Regions from separate parts of the Mus musculus genome. Here region 1 is linked to region 2. Evidence: chromatin contacts called from public Micro-C data. All regions are on one chromosome and are shown on one strand. Each heading gives the region's core, a stretch centred on a gene start, on an enhancer-like site or on the middle of the called end of the contact. The rest is flanking DNA. Distances are from core to core; before and after follow the strand shown.

Region 1 (3,383 bases), core at 170-2,669, 190 kb before region 2:
ATTTCTGCAGGCGAGGGTGGGGCTCACTGATAATAAGTTTTTCAAAGGAGAAAAACCTAAGCAGGCTCTGTATGCCGATATCTGAGCTTAAAAGTAGAGACCACCACTGTGGAAGCCACCAGCAAATGAGACAGAAAACATTTACGAAACCCTAATTTCATACAGCCTTCATACAGCCGCCACAAGAACATGCGTCACCGCCACTATTTTTCGACTACAACATTCAAAAACACCCACCCCAATTAGTTAACATAGTAACTGAGCCTTATAAAACACATATAAACATATACATGCAACCTCACGAGGTGTAATTTACAAAATGATTGCAAGCAGAGACAACAGGGCCACTTCCAAGTCAAATCAGAGGCCTCTCTCCTAAGTGTTTCAAACAGACGCCTCTGGGGGCTGCTTAAAACCAGCTGGGTCCAGCCCCACCCCAGCTCCGGTCAGTGACAGGTCTCTCTGGCACCCCCCCCCCCTCCAGTCCTGGCCGACTGAGTCGCAGATCCTCTAAGCCCTTAACTTCCCTTCCCTCCCAGCAAGGACTGAGCAAGGCCACCCCCCGCCCCCCATGCCCCAACACACACACACACACACACACACACACACACACACACACACACACTTGTGAGTCGTCTGAGAGTCACAGGTCTCGCAGTCACCCTAAAGCTGTCAGGTTCTCCAGCTTCTGGGCCCCACCCCTCCAGTCTCCTTGCAAAGCCCTGGCCAGCCCCGAGGCCACAAGAGAGATAACACCAGAGACTCCCAGCGTCTTGTCACTGTCAGGTTCCCTGCAAGCCCCTAGTCCTAGTCTCTGCAGCCCTGGCAAGTACTGTAGCTCCCTTACGGGTCTCTGAAGCCCCCGGCCTTTCTGTCAGTCCCCCCAGCCTCTGGCGGGTCCCCCTGCAGCCCTGGCGTGTCCCCCGACCGTCCTGTGAGTCCCCGAGACCCTTGTCTTCCTGCCAGTGTCAAGTTCCCCAAGCGCCTGCCGGTCGGGCCCTCGCCTCTACGGAGTCGCAGGCCCACTTAAGGCCGTGTCCGAGGCCCGGAGAGGGGCATCCCCCGGGCTAGGGTCGCGGGGAGCCCCCCGTCGCCATCTTCTGGGCGCCGAGACAAAGCCCAGAGGGACGCGGGCGGCGGCCGGCCACTGGCCCTTACCGAAAGATTGGAGGTTCTGGATAGTGGACATGCGACACTAGTGTGAGGCCGGTGAGAGGATAGAATTCCCGCGGGGCCCGCCCGGATCACCGTGTCAGGAGGCTGCAGCGGCGAGAAACGGAAATCAATGAAGCGGCGGAAGCCCGGGGCGCAGGAAGACGCGGAGGCGGCGGTGGGGCGCGAGCAGGGAGGCGGCGCTGCGGCTTCTCGCACAAAATGGCCGGCGCCGCGTATTTAGCCCCGCGCGCCGCCGCCACGTGACCGTCCGCACGCACCGCGCGTCCGCCCCGGAGCGCCGAGCCGGGGGCCAGCGAGGAGCGGGCGGGAGCCCACTGCGGGCAGCCGCGGTCCGTCCCGCCCGAGGCGCCGGGCGGAGGCGCTTCCGGGTGCAACGGCGAGAAACGTGCCCCCGGGGGTCTGGACTTGCAACCAGCGGGGACCGCGCTCTGCGCCTCCGCCGCCCTCCCCAGCCCCCAGGGTTCCCGAGACCCCTGAGTTCCTTGCAGAACCCTTGTGGGTGCCACCTGGGAATTCTCCCTTCCTCCAAGCCCCGGGATTCCGATGCTGCAGTCTCTACTAAGCTTAACCTGTTTGTCTCAGGTGTCACGACCTAGCCTCTAGCAGAGTCAGGTGTGCGTGGAGAGAACGCGCTACCATCCCGCCCGAGCTCTCCTCTGCGGAGCCTCCTAAGGTCGGATGCAAGTCCCGTGCAGGATGGGTGTCTGGTGGTTGCTAGGTGAGTGTGAGCGAGCAGATGAAGTAACTGTAAAGAGTAACCGTGCACAACCATCAGTGGACAGTGGAGAACCGTCTTAACCTATGTAAACCACCTATGCAGGTGGTTGGCTTTCTAGACCAAAGCAGTAGACTAAAAATTTGGAATTCTTAACCTTTTTGTAGGTCAAACCTGTTGCCTTCGTGTTGAAATAGTATTGGAGGCCTGATGCAAGACATTAGAAGCCATAGATAGCATACATACTATGTTTCTGTCTAGCAATCCATTCAACAAGATGTAGCAGTAGGTCCAATCGCTACTACAATTTCCTTTTTAAAAAGATTTTATTTTTATGTGGTTGGGTGTATGTACCATAGAGGCCAGAAGAGGGTGTCATATCCCCTGGAACTGGAATAACAGCTGGTTATGAGACCATGGGAACAGAACCCAGGTCTTGTGTAAGAGCAGCAACTCCTGGGAAGTCTCTCGAAGTCCATTACTGTAGTTTAAAAAAGGAAATGAATATCTGGAGTGTAGTGCTCATGTTTCAGTGACTTCTATTGTACAAAGTGGCCGCTCCTAATGTTTCTATGCATGGCCTGTTGCTTTAGGGTTGTAAAAATGAATACACTTGTATGCCCCTACATCCACCAGTCAGGTTTCAGGCACACTACTTACTCAGTTTTATTCTTATACCATGGTTTGAAAAACTCTAGCTTACGAATATTTGAATTAATAGTCTTGAGCATCTTCCACCTTCATGTAGGTCCTGGAGCAGGAACTCAGGTTGTCAGGCCATCAGCAAGCCTGAGCCACCTCACCAGTCCTTGAGAAGTTTTTAATAAATTATATAAATTTTCTGCCTGAAATATTAACACTATTTTCTAAGTAACTTAAAGAAGTCTACAAAGTAGTATAAGAAGCACAGACTACACAAAACATACGGTATAAATTACCACTCTACTACATGGTATGTTTCCCCCCTTTTCTTACTAGATATACCTTACCACTGGGTATTACGTGGTTTCTCAGATGGAGCCTAGGATGAGTGAGCCAGAGAAGAAAACTAAAACAGAAAAACCTTGAAGTTTCCCTGAAGACTGGAGCTGGAGCAATGGCATAGTCTAGCTGTTCTTTCAGAGGACTGCTGCAGGCCCCAGCTCTCAGGAGAAAGCAGCTCTCAACTGCCTACAACTCCAACTCCAGGAGGTCGGATGCCCTTTTATGGATTCTGTGGGTACCTGCACTCAGGTGGACATCACTCACATTGCAGACACACACCCCGAAAATTTCAAGGTCTCACTGTCACTATACCTGTTAGTAGAACGTATCCCTCCATTTAGAAGTAAGGCTTACATCAGAAGTACCCAAGAAAGCTACAAAAGTTTTAGCCAAGCAAATAAAAAAAAACTGGTTAAAGGCTCTTCTGTGTCTGCCCTCATGGACTTTGTGTTTAAGCCTCTAGTGTACAGTGCAAATCTACTGTTCACCCACAGCACGGAGCTCTTGC
Region 2 (3,380 bases), core at 61-2,560:
TGTCAATTATCCCAGGACTATGTGTAACAGTGTCATCACTGAGTATCAAAACTGCAGCTGGAGGTCAGAGGGTGAGAAGGACATGTGGGAACAGGGAAATGGCAGGGCAGGAGGAACAATCTCTCTCCCGTCCCTGGGAAAGTCTCAAGATAATAAACAAAATGTATATTATAGGTAAGGGGTGGGGCGGATAGAAATGTAGTCCATTTTCAAGGAATTTTAGCGGATGGGAGAGATCTTCAGAGAAAGCTGCTTTTCGGTGTGTCAGCTCCCTCCCTTTGGTGTGTCTTGGAAGAGTGGCTGGGACACACGTCCTGAGGACAAGGTTTATTTGGGAGACCAGAAGCCAAACACAGTCTATGTAAGCCCTGGCGCTTAGCAGAGTCCTCGACTCCACACTCTGCAGAAACATCAGTCAATTGAGTGACTAGAAGAGGATGGAACCTCGGATGCGGCAACTGTGAGCGTTCCCACCACACAAATGCTCCACAGCACGCTCACACGGAAGACAGCCAGACGTTAACCACCCCCCCACCCCCCGAAACCGCTATTGAGACCCTGCGGATGAGCTCGAAACCTCAACAAGTCTCCTGTCTTTGAAGATAGGAGGAACCGAGAAAGAGAGCAGGACGAAGGAACACCTCGCCCAGTGCCTGCCTCACCAGCGCACCTCTCCTCCTCAGGCAACCCGGGGCTGAGCCCAGACGCAGTCTGCCTTGGGGGTTAACGCTGTGCCCTGGCCATGACCTTCGGCGAGTACCTAATTAGCCCCATTTTACAAACATTAAGAGTCTAAAAGAGTCACGTGGTCCATGCTGGCCAGCTGCCGGGTGCGCACCGGGTGGTTTGAGGCGCCCGCCGGTGCGCGGATCCCTTAGCAAGGTGCGCGGCGCACCGCATCCCGAGCGCTACGTGGCCATCGGGGAAACGCAGGGGTCAGCTCCCGCCCCCGTAGCCACGGAAAGAGGCGGATCTGACTCTGTCGAGGCTAAGTCCAAGACCCCACCGTCCCCTCCGCACAGGCAGGCTGGCCATGTCCCGCAGCCCTGGCCCCAGACGCGCACCAGGTGCGGGGGACCGCGCGCGCGACATCTTCAGACACCCACCCCAAAAGTTGCGGCAACGTGGCAGGGAAGCATGGCATCGAGCTGCGGGCGCGGAGGGGAGAGCTGGAGGACTCACCCGGGGTGGCCGGCCTGGAGTGGGTCCGCGGCGGAGCTCATGGATGGCGGCCAGGCTCACAGCCACCGCGCCTCGGATGGCCCCGGGTCACCTGCCGCAGCCTGCGTCCAGCGCGCGATCCCGAGGCTGCAGATCGCCGGTGCGCCCGAGCTGGGGCCGCAGTCACAGCGGGAGCCGGGCAGCGCGGGCAGGACGAGGGCGCGCGGCGCGAGGGAGGCGCCCGCTCCAGGCTCCCAGCCAGCGCCAGCCCAAGCCACTGCGGCCGCCGCCACCTGCGGGCCCCGCTGACCGCCAATCACAGGCGCCCGGGGCGGCGGCGCGTGCGGAGGCGGGGCGGGGGCGCGTGCGGGGCGGCTGGCGGGAGCGGCGGCGACACCAGCGCGCCTGCGCCGGGACACCGGCCGCCTACCCCGCGGGTTCCTCGCGAGCTCCCCGGGTGCGCGGGTGGCACGCGCCGGGAGGGGCGGGGCGCATAGGGAAGAGGCGGGGCTGGGGCTGCGCGCACCCGGGTCGTTGCGGGCTGCGGCGCAGTGCGGTGCGGGGGTCGCGATCGTGAGCACCCCTACTCAACCAGCCCTAGCTTCAGGTCATCCCTAGTATTGAAGTCAGGCTCTGCATCCTTGGAGACCCGCCCGCTTGAAGGATGGGTCACCGCAACCTGGGCCTTCTTAGTCCTAGGAACAGCGCGACCTGCTGGCTCCAGCCTCACCAAAGACTCGTGGCCCGCCTGCATCAACATCTTTCACTTCACTGCCCCCCACCCCAAGGTATTTTTAAGGCACCGTTGTGATTCCGGTCTGGATTACGTTCTTCTCCAGGGAATTTACTGAGCTAGCCACGCTCGCTCATTCAACACACACTGACTACCTCGCACTTGGCTCAGGGGGTTCTAATCCTGTGTGCGCCCCCATAACCGCTGCACCTCTGGGATAGTGAGTCCTGGAATACTGCCAGTGAGGAGTGCTCTGGGGCGCGTGCTTGCAGTCCATGGTCCCCAAAGGATGACAAGGAGTTGAGATTGTCCTGCAATCTAGGGCCGCACTTGCTCATCCAGCAAGCCCAGGGCCCCGGATATTGAGACCAACTACTTAAGCCTCAGCAGCGTCGACTGGGGAACACCTGTCAGTGTCAACTGCCTGGCAGCAGCGACTCCGTCAGAATAAAGCTTCTATAGCGCTACGGCGGTGATTTCAAAATCTAAATCTCAGTTCTAAATCTCATAGGTCAATGAGCTGAGGTCGTGTCCTATGTAAATGCATGCAAGGTAGATGGGGGGGGGGGGAAGCGCCTTTGCGGAGCAACGAGGGAGGAAAATTAAGAACGTGTAAGGCATTAAATTGGTTTCTCTAAAGAAACGGTTTCCTCCCTTGAGGGATTTTTAAACTGCTAAAATGAAAGAAAGCTTATTTTGTGTACATTTTACTTATTTTCCGTTCTAAATCTGTTTATGTAGGCCCGGTTAGTATCCACACAGTCCAACATTCAACCGTTCACAAGACTCCCTCCTACCTTTGTCTGCCAGTGTCTCAGCTCCTGCCACTGAGCACAACCAAAGTGTGCTCTCTCTGGGGGAAAGCTATGTGTTATGATTGTGATGATCAATTGCAACTGTCAACTTGAGACAAACTAGAACCACCTACGAGGTGGTCCTCTGGGCATTCCACCGCAGGATTATCTTGATTATGGGGAGACCCGTCAGCTGTGGGCGGCACCATCCCCTAGGCTGGAATTACAAGATTCCAGGACTGAGTTCAGTCTTCTGTTTCCCAGAGTGCATGTTACATCACCCAACAAAATCCCCCTGCCCTGGGCTGGAGAGATGGCTCATGAGTTAATAGCACGGTCTGCTCTTTCAGAGGACCAGAGTTTGAGTCCCAGCACCCACATGTCAGATCACAACTATCTGTAACTCCAATTCCAGGGAATCCGAAGCCTTCTGACCACATGAAGAAGGCGTGCAAATAGCAGGCAGACCTATATACAGGCAAAATACTCATAAAATAAAAATAAAATACCTATGTACTTCTTGAACAAATCCAGTCTGTACGCACTGTAAAGGCTGCAATGATTTTTAAATATTTATTGTATGTGTTCATGGGCATTCAGATGCCAAGGCATGCACGTGGAAGTGTGAGGTTTTGAATGAAAGTGGCCCCCATAGGCTCATAGGGAGTGGCACTATTAGGAGCAGTGACCAT

Evidence for each region. A called contact is a pair of places that touch in the nucleus more often than the background predicts.
Region 1: a Micro-C map of embryonic stem cells shows a contact between it and region 2, with 2.4 times the contacts expected there. The contact joins the promoter of D830035M03Rik here to the promoter of Myrip in region 2. A contact is called at or near these places in 6 of 39 promoter capture datasets (cranial neural crest, embryonic stem cells, hippocampal neurons and 2 more), 21 of 484 Hi-C or Micro-C datasets (cerebral cortex, cortical neurons, differentiating embryonic stem cells and 2 more), 3 of 115 datasets of contacts at active chromatin or transcription factors (embryonic stem cells and stem cell-derived neural progenitor cells) and 3 of 9 other capture datasets (embryonic stem cells, liver and pancreatic islet).

What each region holds. Positions count from the first base shown.
Region 1 is chr9:120,490,617-120,493,999 of GRCm38.p6, reverse strand. D830035M03Rik (RIKEN cDNA D830035M03 gene) reads left to right here and starts at 1,419. Exons shown (of 2, transcript NR_166642.1): 1 at 1,419-1,894; 2 at 2,870-3,383. Eif1b (eukaryotic translation initiation factor 1B) reads right to left here and starts at 1,394. Exons shown (of 4, transcript NM_026892.3): 1 at 1,159-1,394. The coding sequence starts at 1,189.
Region 2 is chr9:120,302,003-120,305,382 of GRCm38.p6, reverse strand. Myrip (myosin VIIA and Rab interacting protein) reads right to left here and starts at 1,310. Exons shown (of 17, transcript NM_144557.5): 1 at 1,183-1,310.